Regions from separate parts of the Zea mays genome. Here region 1 is linked to region 2. The links are chromatin contacts, called in public Hi-C maps. All regions are on one chromosome and are shown on one strand. Each heading gives the region's core, a stretch centred on a gene start, on an enhancer-like site or on the middle of the called end of the contact. The rest is flanking DNA. Distances are from core to core; before and after follow the strand shown.

Evidence for each region. A called contact is a pair of places that touch in the nucleus more often than the background predicts.
Region 1: a contact with region 2 is called in a Hi-C map of tassel, with 5 times the contacts expected there. The contact joins the enhancer-like site here to the promoter of LOC100125644 in region 2. A contact is called at or near these places in 4 of 25 Hi-C or Micro-C datasets (ear, leaf, leaf mesophyll and 1 more).

The regions. Positions count from the first base shown.
Region 1 is chr6:70,100,805-70,108,105 of Zm-B73-REFERENCE-NAM-5.0, reverse strand. No RefSeq gene overlaps it. Among protein-coding and RNA genes, the nearest start is that of LOC103629394, 37 kb to the left of the region's middle. Within about 2 kb of position 5,450, at least 15 of the 20 cell types and tissues checked have an H3K27ac peak or open chromatin away from gene starts, as enhancers often do. A contact at or near this core is called in ear, leaf, leaf mesophyll and 1 more, where this site is marked.
Region 2 is chr6:69,502,037-69,509,047 of Zm-B73-REFERENCE-NAM-5.0, reverse strand. It overlaps LOC100125644 (Growth-regulating factor 6), which reads left to right and starts at 4,224. Exons shown (of 3, transcript NM_001112575.1): 1 at 4,224-4,646; 2 at 5,171-5,528; 3 at 6,391-7,011. The coding sequence starts at 4,379. The coding sequence ends at 6,913.

The DNA.
Region 1 (7,301 bases), core at 4,201-6,700, 600 kb before region 2:
TGGAGTAAATAAACCATTTAAAAATAGAAAACGCCACATATATCTTTTCTAAATTTATGCGCATGCAGGGGGACGTGTTTGACTCATGCATGCATTTCTTTTTTCGCGCACAGACGTGAGCGCGGGTAGTGCAACCGACAGCCTGGTCCAGTCGGTGCGCTGAGTTGAACCAGGTTGCAGAGATGATCGATCTGAGCTTCCTTTAACTATTGAAGGCGCAGGAGTCCCGTTATATATATACACACACGCGCCTACCCCTAGCTACGCAACTGATGTCCGGTTTGGCGGTTTGCGTCGATTTGGATGTCTTGCATAGAGAATTCTCGTTTTCTCTATTCGCATGTCCTGGTAGAATTTTATAGACGTTTGTAAAATTGTAACTGTACGGGGTGAGGTCTATCAATGTATCATGTTGGCTGCCGTGTTGATGCGAGCTCTTTTCTTATGGCCCACGCCAAATGGCAGGTTATCTAGCGCGTCTCTTTCTCGTTCTTTTTTTTTTTTTTTTTTGCTTTGCTAATAATAACCCGTATGTGCGGGCAGATAGTTCCATCTCGAGAGTGAGCATGGTCTATTGATCAATTGTCTTGCATATATCAATGAACCAGCACACACACTGACACACATAAAAAAAGCAAAGACGCGTGGTGAATGGACATGTTGTAAAAGGGCCCACGCAGAGATGACAATGACTGCTTTTCCGTGGAGACTTCTTCCGGGTGATGAAAATAGGCAAGTTTCTTTCCCGTTAGGATGTAAATAGAGAAATTTCTTTCCCAACAGATAAACATGATCCATTTTCCGCGAGACTCGTTAAAATTACACGTGACAATATTTTCATATAATAGTTAATTATCAAATAAATAATTATATTGTCAAGAGATCATTTATTGTACAAATATGTTATTTTGAGTACACATAATGATTTCTTACATCTGATAATGTACATAATTGGTAATGTTTTAATTAATAATAAAACATATATATTAATTATAATTTAAGTCCGTTAGAGATTTATTCCCATGGAAAATGGAGATAGAGAAAAAATGTTCCTAGTAAACGTTCGTGTGTGCGGATAGAAAAATTTTTATAATGGGAACGAGAGGTATTGTTCGACCAAGAATTTGCCATTATCATCTGTCGGCCCCCGCCGTAAGAAATTCCGGGTGGAGTGGCGGTAAAGGCGCGGGCATTGGCCCCTACCCCGCGAGCACGGAAGGCCGTTCGAAAGCTAGTACAACACCGGACGGGATGGAGCTAGTTAATGACGTCTGCCGTCGTCGTTTGGTGGTTGGTGACACATGACCAACTATAGCCATTTTTAAGTAGTGGTGGTAGTATCCAATTATCGATGCATGAGTAGTTTGATTAATTAGTGTCTTCTTCGTGACTGCTTTGATTTTTGCAGGAATAACGTCACAGGCGATACTAGTCGTAGTAGACAAGAATATTGGGCTGGTCACATACATTACTCAAGTGCATATATTATTCACTGCACGTCTACTCGTATTATTGTTACATGTCATTGATTTAGGGTATGTTTAGTTGGGTTGTGGTCGAAAAAAACCGTTGTGGATTGTAAGCTCTAAAAAAAAGTTGATGTAAGCTGTTAAAAATAAAACTGTTTAGTAGAACCCACTAAAAACCGTTAAAAGTTTTTTCTATCTCTATATATATAATATACTGTGAGAAAAGTCAGTTTTTAGGAAAAGCTGCTTTCTGTATCTACCCCTTTGATTTTTAGTGAGCAAAAGCCAAAACCAACACCCGAATTTTTTGTATTTTAGCCATTTCTCGGAAAAAAATCACGTTTAGACCCTAGAAAATTTTAATGTCATTTTTGGACCCTTTGCTCGGCGCCATAGGTTATGGCGCCGAGGTAAGTCCTGCGCTGGCACAACCCGGACGACGTGGCGCCGACATGGCACCGAGCTCGGCGCCAAGATCTATGACGCCGAGCTCGGATGTGTAATCACAAAGCTTGTCTAGCTCAGTCGGTAGAGCGCAAGACTCTTAACCTTGAAGTTTTGGGTTCAAGCCCCATGGTGGGCGTTTAATATTTTTTTGTCTTTGTCAATAATTTGTTTTTTGTCTATATTTTTCGTTTATGTCGCTGATTTGTCCGTCCAAATTTTTTTTGTGAGACTTCCGAGCGAGACGTTTGTTTTTTTTTGCCCGAGAAAAGAAAATATAGCATAACAATAGTTCGAAGAGGTAAATTGCTGATCCATGTCACACTTTTTTTTTGTCTAAATAATACCACTTTTAGACAAAAGGTATTAGCTTGAGTACAACGTGCTTTCTTCCTTTCTTTTAACCATGGCATATGCTTTAGTTGATGGCTTGACCTCTTCTAGCGAAAAGGTTATTTCGTGTTTTATATATTCCTGCGTATATATAAAAGGAAATACTACTCCTCTATATGATAGCGCCATCCAATATATAGTCCGTATTCTTGAAAATGCCATCTCAGTTCTCGAAACACGCTTCTTTTTTAAAAAAATCTTTTGCTTGTGGTTAGTGCATATTACTTTTATCATTCTATAATTAGTTTATATATTTTAAATCCGTTTGATCTCACTAAACTCTAGTTTTACTCATAGCTGTGCGCCTGCGATTACTACACGTCTACAGCCTGCAGGTAAAGCGATGTGACCATATATCGATTCGCAAGCTGTATGGGCCAAAATTCGTATAATGACGATTTCAAAAGCAAAAAAATATAGATGAGAAATAAATCTGGACAGACAAATCAGCGGCATAAATGAAAAAATCTGGACAATAAAAAAAATAAATCAGTGACAAAGACAAAAAAATATTGAACGCACGGACAGATCAGCGGCATAAACGAAAAAATCTGGACAATAAAAAACAAATCAGTGACAAAGACAAAAAAATATTGAACGCTCATGGTGGGGCTCAAACCCACAACCTTAAGGTTGAGAGCCTTAATCTCTATCAACTGAGCTAGACAAGCTTTATGGTAAAACATTCGAGCTCGGCGCCATAGATCTTGGCGCCGAGCTCGGTGTCACGTCGGCGCCGCGTCAGCTGGTGGACGACAGCGCGTCAGGTAGCTCGGCGCCAAGATCTATGGCGCCGAGATGTGTAAACTCGGCGCCATAGCTCATGACGCCGAGAAATGGGTCCAAAATTGCATTTAAGTTTTCTGGGGGTCTAATTGGAAATTTTTGACACAAAAAGGACTCAAAAACAAAAAATTCGGAACCAACACACCCTTAGGCCTTGTTTGAGAGGGCTTCATTTCAAGAATGACACCTTAGGTTTTCCAACTTCACCGCAAAACAACTTTCACATATTGATAAGACAAGGTTCAAAAGTGTTTGGCTTGCACATGGATTCTAGTTTCTATAATACAATTAATGTGTGCGAGTTTCCTTAATTACTCTTGATGATTAGCAGGTGAAGAGACATAAATCGGTAGATCATGTAACCAATAACATGGTGGGTAATTTTTGTGCAACTTCACGAGGAGGTATGAAAGTAGTGTTTTTGAAGCACCCTTTGAGTAGTTTGAAAATTTCATGAAATCGGTCTCTAGTTTCAGTTTTTTTAAGCTACAACTCATAGAACTGGACCTGTTTGGATATAAGAAACTAAAATAAACTTAAAATTCTTGAAGTGAAGCTCTCCTAAACAGGACCTTAGTTTACTAATTACTCCCTTAGTCCCAAAATATAATTTGTTTTAGGTTAAGCACACATTCATTAATCAATTTATGAATGTAGTTTGTATGTTTTGTCTACAATCATTCGAATATGGACGAAAAAAGAGGGCTACAAAGAACTATATTTTGGAATGGAAGAAGTACTATATTGACACTACATTAATTTGAGAAACTTCTATCAGCTAAGTTAATTTTCGATGGCAATAAGGGCCACTAAAAGTTAATTTTAGTGTGGCGTTTGAATGTTGGATTAATGTGTGTTTGGTCCAAATTAATATTCAATAATAGTTAATGCTAAAGGCCCACTTTAATGCTACGGTGTACTAATAATTTAGTACCATACTAGAAGTTCAAGGGACAAATCAATCAACTTAAGATGTGTTTGGTTGCGGGATAGAAAGGACAGGGACGTCCCTAGACGTCTTCTCTCGTCCCTCAAATTTTGATGAACAATTAAGATAGTCATGTCTCAACCCCTGATCCTAAACCAAATAACCTTATTTAAGGGATCGCTCTATCACATTCCGCTCTATCATTACAACCAAACACATAGGTGGACCATTGGTGCATCTATTGAGAAATGGATGAAGGACTGTCACGCGCGCGCGCCGCTGACCGAGGCAGAGGCTTGTGGTAGATTGGACCTTGGTCTGAATATTTCTTTCTAACGGTTGTACATTTTATCTAAAGTGATGATCGTCTGTTACTGTCTGTTTCATGTCTTATGGCTAGTGACGGACAGACTGTAATGGATGTTGGTTTCTGGCTCTTATGGCGACCGTTATTGTCCGTTCCCTACGGAGGAGGTGGACGCTCTTCTAGTCACGTGAATAGTCTCTCAGACGCGTTGCACTCAGCCCATTCCCATCCCACCTTATGCGAGCAGAGAGAGAGTGGGAGAGCAGGCCTCCGAAATCGCCGTTCACATAGCTACACATTCACGGGTGTGCGGGCGATCAGTTTTTTAGGGAGTATACTCACGACTGCTCGCTCCATCCGCTCGACCAACGCTGATTCGATTCTTCATCGTCGGCGCCATTTGAGGGACTGCATTGCGTACATCTGTCTGTATCGATTGCGTCTACATCGAACATACACACGTGATGTCTCGGTGTGAATGGAGCCAATGCTGCCTTGAGCATCGATACATTTGCACGGTACAATATGTTTTTCGTATTTGTGCATGTTTTACTGTTATTTACTGCTTATGTGAGTAATGATACACACATGCACATACATGTTGTCACAACATCATACTGATTTTTTGGATTAAATTAAAACTGATAATGCCTAATCCTTAACATTGAATATACTAGATCTAATAGATAGTTGACTAGAAAATTACTAGTCTAATTTGCTAAAAGTAAATAATAGTTGAATTATTAGCTAGACTATTTAGAGGTGTTTAGCTAATTTTCACAGCTAAGTATTAGCTCTAATGCCCTTATTGTCAGACGGGGTGACAGGTGCTGTTCCAAATGTATTGTTTCGTGCTACAGGGACTGCGGTGCAAAGCTTGAAAGAAAATCGGACCGAGATTCTGGTTTCTTCTGGCCGTGGCGCCGTGCACATCTCGATTGACGATTTGCAATTGAGAAGTGCTTTTCCCGTCCATACCGAAACGGTATGACGATTCGTCGTCAGTCCTCGTGAATGAAATGAAGAAAAACAAAAAACAAATGACAAAGAAGCATTGGACCTTGATAGCCCACTGGACAACTAGTCCAGCCCATCTCACACGCTTACACTTTGACAGCCTATTCAGGTCCAGTGTCAACATAGCCCAATGGCTCGGCACGCTTCGTGCCGTCCTTTCTTCGTTGGTGGTGAAGGAGAGAAATGCCCCCTCACGCCCTATTTGAGAGCTTGCATTTTTACAGTTTTGAGGGCAATGTTATGGTATTCGATGATACCATGTATTAAAAAATAGAAGGTGTTTAATTGGTACAGGTAAAATACGGTTTTAAATATCATAGTGTATCTAAAACTGTATTATTTTTGAAGTCTTAAAAGTTTCACTCAAATCCTCAGTTTTCTTCTATTTTTCTCTACATATACTATAGGTTTTTAATGGAACCAAACACATCTTAGGGCCTATTTGGCAACGTAATATTTTTAAAGTTTCTGGACAATACCATGATTTTTAAAGATACCACAGTATTTTATAGAATGAGGTGTTTGTTTGTGTTACAAAATACTTTGTTTTCAAAATCGTAGAATTGCAGAACTGTGAGTATCATGGTATTTTTAAAGTATTTGAAACTCCACTCCAACCTAAAGCTTTCATCACTTGACTAGCTCCTTACAAAGTTACACTAAAATACTGTAGTTTTAGATATTGTATTTAAATACATGTTGTTATGACATTTGAATACCGTCATATATAAGAAATCATGGTTTTAATAAACTTTACTTCCAAACACGACCTCAGTTTTAGGCAATGATAAGGCAATACTAAAGTATTTGTCTTTTATAATTATAAACTACGGTATTTCAAAACTATAGCATTTCAAAACTGCTGTCTCTCCACCGTGTCGTCCACTCGTTCGTCCGGTTGCGTGATCAACGACCTGAGCGAACGGAAGACTTGTTATTGCATGTTGGTCAGTGTTTAGTGCCTTATGCAGTAAGCTGTAATAGTGGGTTGGAAGGCTGACGTGTTTCTATTTGGATACCTCATTGGTCATAAGATGAATTATGCAGAACTGTTATTTAGTTTTTGTGTTGCAGCAGAGGTGCTATGGCAGTCGGGCTACTACCCCAGTCTGGGTGGATGTTTCCGAAGAGATATCTGCAAACTTGCAGCAGGCAAGGATGAAAATGGAAGAGTGTGTTAAGGCACATGCCAAAGCCTTGGTGCCATCCTTTGGTGATGGCAGGGACGACCACCAAGCAATCGAGGTTCTCACACATGCTATAACATGTTTGCTGAAGAGGTCCAAGAAGAGGCTGCAGAAGTTGTCCATGCAGAGGTACTATTAGTCATTCTTTATTAGATATTGATATGTTACCTGCATATTAGGCATTAGTGTGTGGTTTATGTGTCTTCTCCCCTTTTGCGTACATTTTGTACAATTGTTTTCCTATCTTATGAAATAACACGAACCCCTTGTTGGCGCCGATCCGGGCGCCAATCACTACGATGAGAACTGGCGGCGGTGCTCTCTGCGGAGGAGCGGACGGTCTGTGGCCCGGGGCCCAACGACCTGCGACCTGACGCAGGGGCTCGGGTTCCTGCATGACGAGCCAGTGCGCAGAGGTGGCGGAGTTCGCTGGTAGCGCCTTAATCTCGCTCCCAGGAGAGACCCCGTCGGGGAGGAGAGATCCTAGGCTTTTTCTTGGGCAGGCCACCCAAGATGCCTCTAATCGACGTAGAGCTGGAGAGAGGTAAATATTTAGAGAGAAGAATCTAATTTGTTGTCTACTCCTAGGGCAAAAGGTAAAAAACTAGATGTATATTGATTGATTGATCGATTGTTGGTGTTCCAATCGACCGTAGCCCTTCATATATATAGGGGGAGGTCTGGACCCGTTACAAATTGATTCCCGAGTTAATCCCACAGATTTAGCTAACAAATCCCGCAAGAAACTCGGAATCATAGCTGATTCTACG
Region 2 (7,011 bases), core at 2,975-5,474:
GGGTACAGTTAATAACTTCTTTGCCATCCTCGACACCACTGGGAATCTATGTAAGTTAACCTTCCACTAGTTAAGCAAATAAACTCCTTGTCAGCTAAACTCACATTTGTTTCATCCAAATATATGAGCAACTCACTCTTTGATGGGTTCGATTCAGTGGATGATAAGTATGACTGAAACTCACATGAAGCAGAAGGCAAACTACAAGATCTATCAGCCATCAAGGAAGATGATGCACTAGGCTTATTTTGAGCAGCTTTTCACTCTCTATGTTGCATCTCATAGTCTTCAAACAACTTTTCCAATTCACCTATAACTTCTTCTATCTCAAAGTCAACTTGGCATGCATAAAAAATCTTACCAAAGCACCATGTAATATATCTCATCTTATACCTTGGATCTAGGATAGTAGCAATGACCATAACATTGTTCTTTTCTTCCCAATACTTATTGAACTTCTCCATCATCGCAGTACCCATTTTTCTCATATTCAAGTTAGTAGAACTCATTGCTGCTCTCAATGCAATTTTGACATCCACAATGTGAGGATAAAATAGGTTTGCAGTGGGGTAAGAAGAAGCTGACAATGCAGTGGTTACTTTAGCTAAAGAGGCCAGAATAGGCTCAATTGCAACAAACAAATCCCATTCTTCAGTTGTAGGTTCCCACTTATAGTTCAAATCTGAATCAGCATATGTCTTAATAGCTTCTTTGTAAGCTATAGTAGTGCGCAACATCTTGTATGTTGAACCCCACCTCGTTGACACATCAAGTCTCATCCCTTCTCCAACTTGCAATGCAAGAGATCTACATATCTTTACAAACTTATGCATGCGAGATGGAGACTTCTTGAGCTACTTGACTGTTAACCTTAGATTTTCTATCAAAGAAGCTAATGTTGGTGTTCCATCATTGACAACCAAATTTATGATATGTGCACAACAACGGACATGAAAGTATTTTGCAATGAAAGCATTCCCTTGTCTAGCTGCAAATCTAGCCCTCAAACCACGGATAGCACTATCATTGTTTGCAGCATTATCTAGAGTGAAGGATATAATCTTATCTTCTATTTTTCATGCAGTAACACATTCATAGGCAGCTTGTCCTATCACATATCCTTTATGTGGAGGGTCTAACTCAAAAAATTCAGCACACGATATTGCATTTTCCAATCTTTATCAATGTAGTGCGCAACCAAACGCATATAGGACAATGTTTGATTAGATGTCCACAGATCAATGGTTAAGGAAATGAAATCCACACCCTTAAGTAACTTTGCTAATTATTCCTTTTCAGACTCATAAACCTTTAAACATTCAGCTCTTATGGTCTTCCTACCAATAAATTCATACAACAGATTCATATATTTCATGAGAATATTAAACCATGTGTGCTCAACCATTCTAAATGGATACTTATGAACTATAATCATTTTGGCAACTAATTTTTTGACTTGCTCATGATTATAATCTTTAGGTGATGAGATAGTAGAGAGACCAGAACCAGATTCACCTGTCGTTGAAGGAGCAAAGTTCAAGAGAGTCTGATCAAGCTTCTCTTCGATATACTTTTGATACTTTCCACAGTTCATCATATGCCTTGACAATGTCATTGTTGTTGATCCTTGTGCATAACTATAAAGTGTTTTACAATATTTGCACTTTGCCTTTAATAACGGATTCTCCTTATCGGACGGATTTGGCACATTCACCTTATCAAAAACCTCCCAAACCTTGGATTTGCTTTTGCTGCCACCCTCAACCTTAACTGGTTTAGTCACTCCTCTATGCCTTTTCTTGACTTTAGTCACATCTCCACCATCATTGCATTCAGCAACTCTAACAACATCCTCACCTCTCCCACCTAGCACTGTCATCTCATCCTCAGACATGTCATCATTCTTGTCGAAGGAGTTGCTCTCTGAATCAGTCTCGTCTCTTTCGCTCCTCCATTTCGCTGCCACAACTGAATGAACCGATAAAGGTTCCATCACTTAGCAATATGCAAACAATACCAAATTACCAAGACATTGAAATTTATTGTACATGTGAATAATAATGTGTGCAAGTGAATTTTAGTGAAATGTACAGCCTACAGGGGTGCACTACTGTTTTTCAGTTTGTCTGGTGTCAAATACTTTTAATTATATCAGATCTGGTTCATTGAACATTGAAGGATGAATGACATATTCATTGAAGGACAGAAGCTATAACTAAATAGCTTAAGTGCTTAAGTTAGGGTTATGAATTTTGGGTCAGATGCTCAATTTCGTACTGATTCATTGAAGGATAGGATCACATAAACTATAACTATGATCTATGAGCCTAGAAGGGAAAGGAGTCAAGCAGTCAAGGAAAGAAGGAGAGCAGTAAGCACTAACCTGGTGTGCTTGTCGCTGGAGCCTAGAGATTGGAGCAGATGGCCGATCAACCACGCGCGGCGCACCGGCAGTCGGTGGTCGTCACGCCTGGTCGCCCACGTCTAGATCCAGGTCGGCGCGGCGGCGCCGGCGAAGGGCCGAGGCACCAGAGGGCCAGTGGCGCGTGGCGGTCGTTCGTCGGTGTCGTCGATTCGTCGAAGGCTCGAACTCTCGAAGCCTCCTGTTCCTGTGTCTGGTGACGTCTGGTTCTTGGACGAAACTTGGACCGGTTGGACTCTTGGACGGAACTTGGACCAGAGGACTAGTTGGACTGTTCTCGCGAGTTGGAGAGACGGCTGTTGGGCTTGGCCGCTTAGGCACTTGGGTTGTTGGGCAGTTGCCAGTTAGGCTAGGACTAAGGGACTGGGCAGCTAGGTTTTTGCTCAGCTCGCGAGCCGCTCGCGAGCCACACGAGCTAGCTCGGCTCGGCTCGATAGAGAAGCGAGCTTGAAGAAGAGGCTCGGCTCGACTCGTTTTGAGCTCACGAGCCATTGTGAGCTCGAGCTGGCTCGAGCTGATTTTCTAGCCCTAGGTGGGCTAGTGGCCTCATGGTAGGCTTCTGGACTATAGGCTATGGTTGTGGGTAGTGGGTCGGTTAACTGGCTGGGAAGTGGAAGCTCGTTTAGCTCACGAGCTGGTTTAAGCTTAGCTTTAGCTAGCTCGTTAAGAAACCGAGCTAGGACGTTGGTTTAGCTCATACAAAAATTCAAACAATTTAATCCAAACTAAATAAATCAGTGAGTCATGAGTATTACTAGTCTATCTTGAATATTGTTCGTCCGCTCCCCCTCTCTCTAGCTCTCGGCGTCGGGCCGGGCCGGGCCCGCTCCTGTTGAAGCTGAGCGCGAAACAGGGCGGTAAAACGCTCGCAGGCGCCAAGATTTTTTTACTGGGGTCGCTGTAGCCGCCTGCATTGGTCTTGGTCGTCCACAACACACATTCAAAACGCCGCGTACGTACGGGCTGCAAGTAGTAAAAGCCTTGGATTTTTACTTGTTGTATTCTCTCTCTCTTTTGAGGTGGTGATTGTGTTGTGTTGTGCCCGACGCCCGTACGTACAAAACAGCTGGTGTACATACATCGAGTACGCTTCTCGGTGCTATACTATATACTACTTGTTTGTTACACTACTACTGTACATTAAACGCCGTACACTCGCTTAAGGATATCTACAAACCACATTAATGATACAATGTATCTAATAGTTTAAATACAAACAAAAAATAAGAGACATATTTTGATGAAGAAACGTCTTTAACATGGTTATTTAAGTCTAGATACGATTAACAACTGATATAATTGAGTCATATTTTAAGATATTTTAGTGAATAAGATGTAAAACATAGATATATCGAATTTTATAAATGAGTTTTTTAGCAGTAGCTAGTGTTTAAAGAACCACCAGTTAGATAGTATCTAAGAGCATCTCTAAGAGGTTAGTCAAATAGCTCAGGAAGCTAAATTTTGGCTATTCAATAGCAAAATAACTCTCCAACAAACTAGTCATCCAACTTGGCAAGCTATCCGGGTCTTCAAATTGGCTCCCTCTCTAGCCAAATTTGACTAGCCGCTGACTAGCCAAACTAAATAGATAGTTTGTTGAAGTGAGATGCTACATATAGAATGTGATCTTTATAAAGAGGTAAATAGAGTGTCATATAGAGAGTCGAAAATGGAGTGTCTCTTAGAGATGCTCTGAGTAGTACATATCCATTGTGTCCAACCCTACCAAAAAAAAATCCAAAGCGAGCAGATCCCCCGCCCCTAACCGACTCCCCTCGCTTCCATTCCATTAATGGCCGCCACCAAGAGCCCTCCAACACACACCTGACCTCCCCTTCCCCCCTCTCTCCGCCGCCCGTTCCCCGCGCCTCCGCCCGTACGTCCCGTTCCCGGTCGGCCGGCCGGTCCAAAGGGAGGGGAGGAGGAGGAACGCGGGAGTCGGGGCCCGCACCGATGCTGAGCTCGGCATCCTCGGCCGCGGGAGCGGCCATGGGGATGGGCGGCGGCGGGTACGCGCACCAGCCCCCGCCACAGCGCACGGTCTTCACCGCCGCGCAGTGGGCGGAGCTGGAGCAGCAGGCGCTCATCTACAAGTACCTCATGGCCGGCGTCCCCGTCCCGCCCGACCTCCTCCTCCCCGTCCGCCCCGGCCCCGCCGCCGCCTTCTCCTTCGCCGGCCCCGCCGCCGCGTCGCCCTTCTACCACCAACACCACCCGTCCCGTGAGCTCTCTCCACTTTCGCTGCCGCCTCCAATCGTGCCGTGTGTACATATACATATCAGAAATCTCCGTTCAAGTGCGTGCGTGCGTGCTGTGACTGGTTGGTTGGGTATTGGCGCGATTTATCTCGTCGGATGATTCATTAACCATGCGCCGGCCTAGCATCTGGCATCTCTCGCCTATGCGGGGTGAGGCGTGAGGGGTGGGGGCGGATCTTTGTCATGCACCTCCTTTCCTGCTTGCTCAAGCAACGGGATGGGTGGGGGGAGTCTTTATTATTCAAACTTTTAAACAAAGTAGGAGAAAGAAACAAAAGCATCTTTGCATTGGGTTGGTCAAATGTTTAGGGGTGCGCTTTCGATCTGCCCCCCCAGTTAGCAAGTACACCATTGGATTAGAATACACACGCGCACACGGCACACACACACACTAGCTAGGGCTGTGTGATGGGAGGCGGATTCGATTTCTCGCTCTGCTCAACAGTCTCACCCCTATAGCTATACGTGGTTCTCCTCCTGCCTGCAGTGAGCTACTACGCCTACTACGGCAAGAAACTGGACCCGGAGCCGTGGCGGTGCCGCCGCACCGACGGCAAGAAGTGGCGGTGCTCCAAGGAGGCGCACCCCGACTCCAAGTACTGCGAGCGCCACATGCACCGTGGCCGCAACCGTTCAAGAAAGCCTGTGGAATCCAAGACCGCCTCGTCGTCGTCGCCCGCGCACCCGTCGCCGCCCCAGCTGTCCACCGTCACCACCACCGCGCCTCTCGAGCCCCTTGCAGCGGCGGGGGGCAAGGTCCACGGCCTGTCCCTCGGCGGCGGCGCTGCTGGCTCGTCGCACCTCGGCGTCGATGCTTCGAATGCTCACTATCGTTATGGTAGCAAGTATGGTTACATTATCCCCTCCCCCTTTTTGCTGTTTCTTATTAGCTGCTAGCTGTCGAATGGCCATGGGATTGGGTTTGCCTGGCCTGCTTGCTAGTTACACCAGGATGCATGGAGCTGCTACAATAGGTTGTTTGATTTACCTGCCTTGTCATTTTAGCTGGGACCATTATTGACGATGATGCTATGGTTTTTTCACCGCTTCTCTTTTTACACGGTTGTTTGCAAAAAGGATAGTCACACCATAGCTCACAGCACTTGGGTGTATTGACTCAACGGCAAAAGCACTCCTGCCACTTGCTTCTTGCAATATAATAGAGATCTTTTGCTGTTCTTCTGTAAAGTGAAACTGTCGTGCCTGCTATGCCCAGGGCCCTGCCTGCTTCTGCTATCTTAGTTGTCTGTATACGATATAAATTTTATATGCTCTCAAGTCTGAACAACAAGTAGCTCTTCATTTCTGACAGATTTTTTTCTCATTAGCCTCCTATTTTTTGTACACTGACTTGTTATCAATTTATTTTTTATCGCCCGTATATAAACTTCATCTCTTACATACCAAGCAAACCCATGTCTAGCTGGTTGCTGTAGAGGCAAGGCACCATTACCAGACTCCAAGCAAGGGTGCTGGACTGACAAGTTTCTGTCAGTTCGTAAATATCTGTAGCAGCAGCTTGAGAACTAAGCTTATTTAAGCATGGAATCGTATTAGGATCGGACTCTATTCCTATTTATTTTTAAAGTAATATTATTTAAGAGTCCTAACTTTCTGTGAAGGAGTATTTGATCGTGATCCCCTATCTGTAGCAGCAGCTTGTGATCGTCAACGTACATACTTATCCGTAACCAATTGGTTGTGCAGCAGGTACCCTCTCGGAGCTAAACCGGACGGCGGCGAGTTGAGCTTCTTCTCAGGAGCGTCATCGGGGAACAACTCGAGGGGCGGCTTCACCATCGACTCTCCATCAGATAACAACTCGTGGCACTCCGCCCTGGCGTCCAGCGTGCCCCCGTTCACGCTGTCGACGAAGAGCGGGGACTCCGGCCTCCTGCCCGGCGCCTACGCCTCCTACTCCCAGTCCCACTCCCACATGGAGCCGCCGCGGGAGCTCGGGCAGGTCACCATCGCCTCGCTGGCGCAGGAGCAGGAGCGCCAGCAGCCGTTCAGTGGTGGGATGCTCGGGAACGTGAAGCAGGAGAACCAGAACCAGCCGCTGCGGCCCTTCTTCGACGAGTGGCCCGGGACGCGGGCGGACTCGTGGCCGCCGGAGATGGACGGCGCGCCGCGGGCCGGCAGGACCTCCTTCTCCTCCTCCACCACCCAGCTCTCCATCTCCATCCCGATGCCCAGATGTGAGCTGCATCTCAGAAACCAGAACTCTTGATTCTGTTCGCTGCCCGAATCATGCTTGACTGAAACTTGTTTTCTGCAGGCGACTGACGAGGAACCGTCGATCGGGCGGCCACTAGACGGTGGACGCTC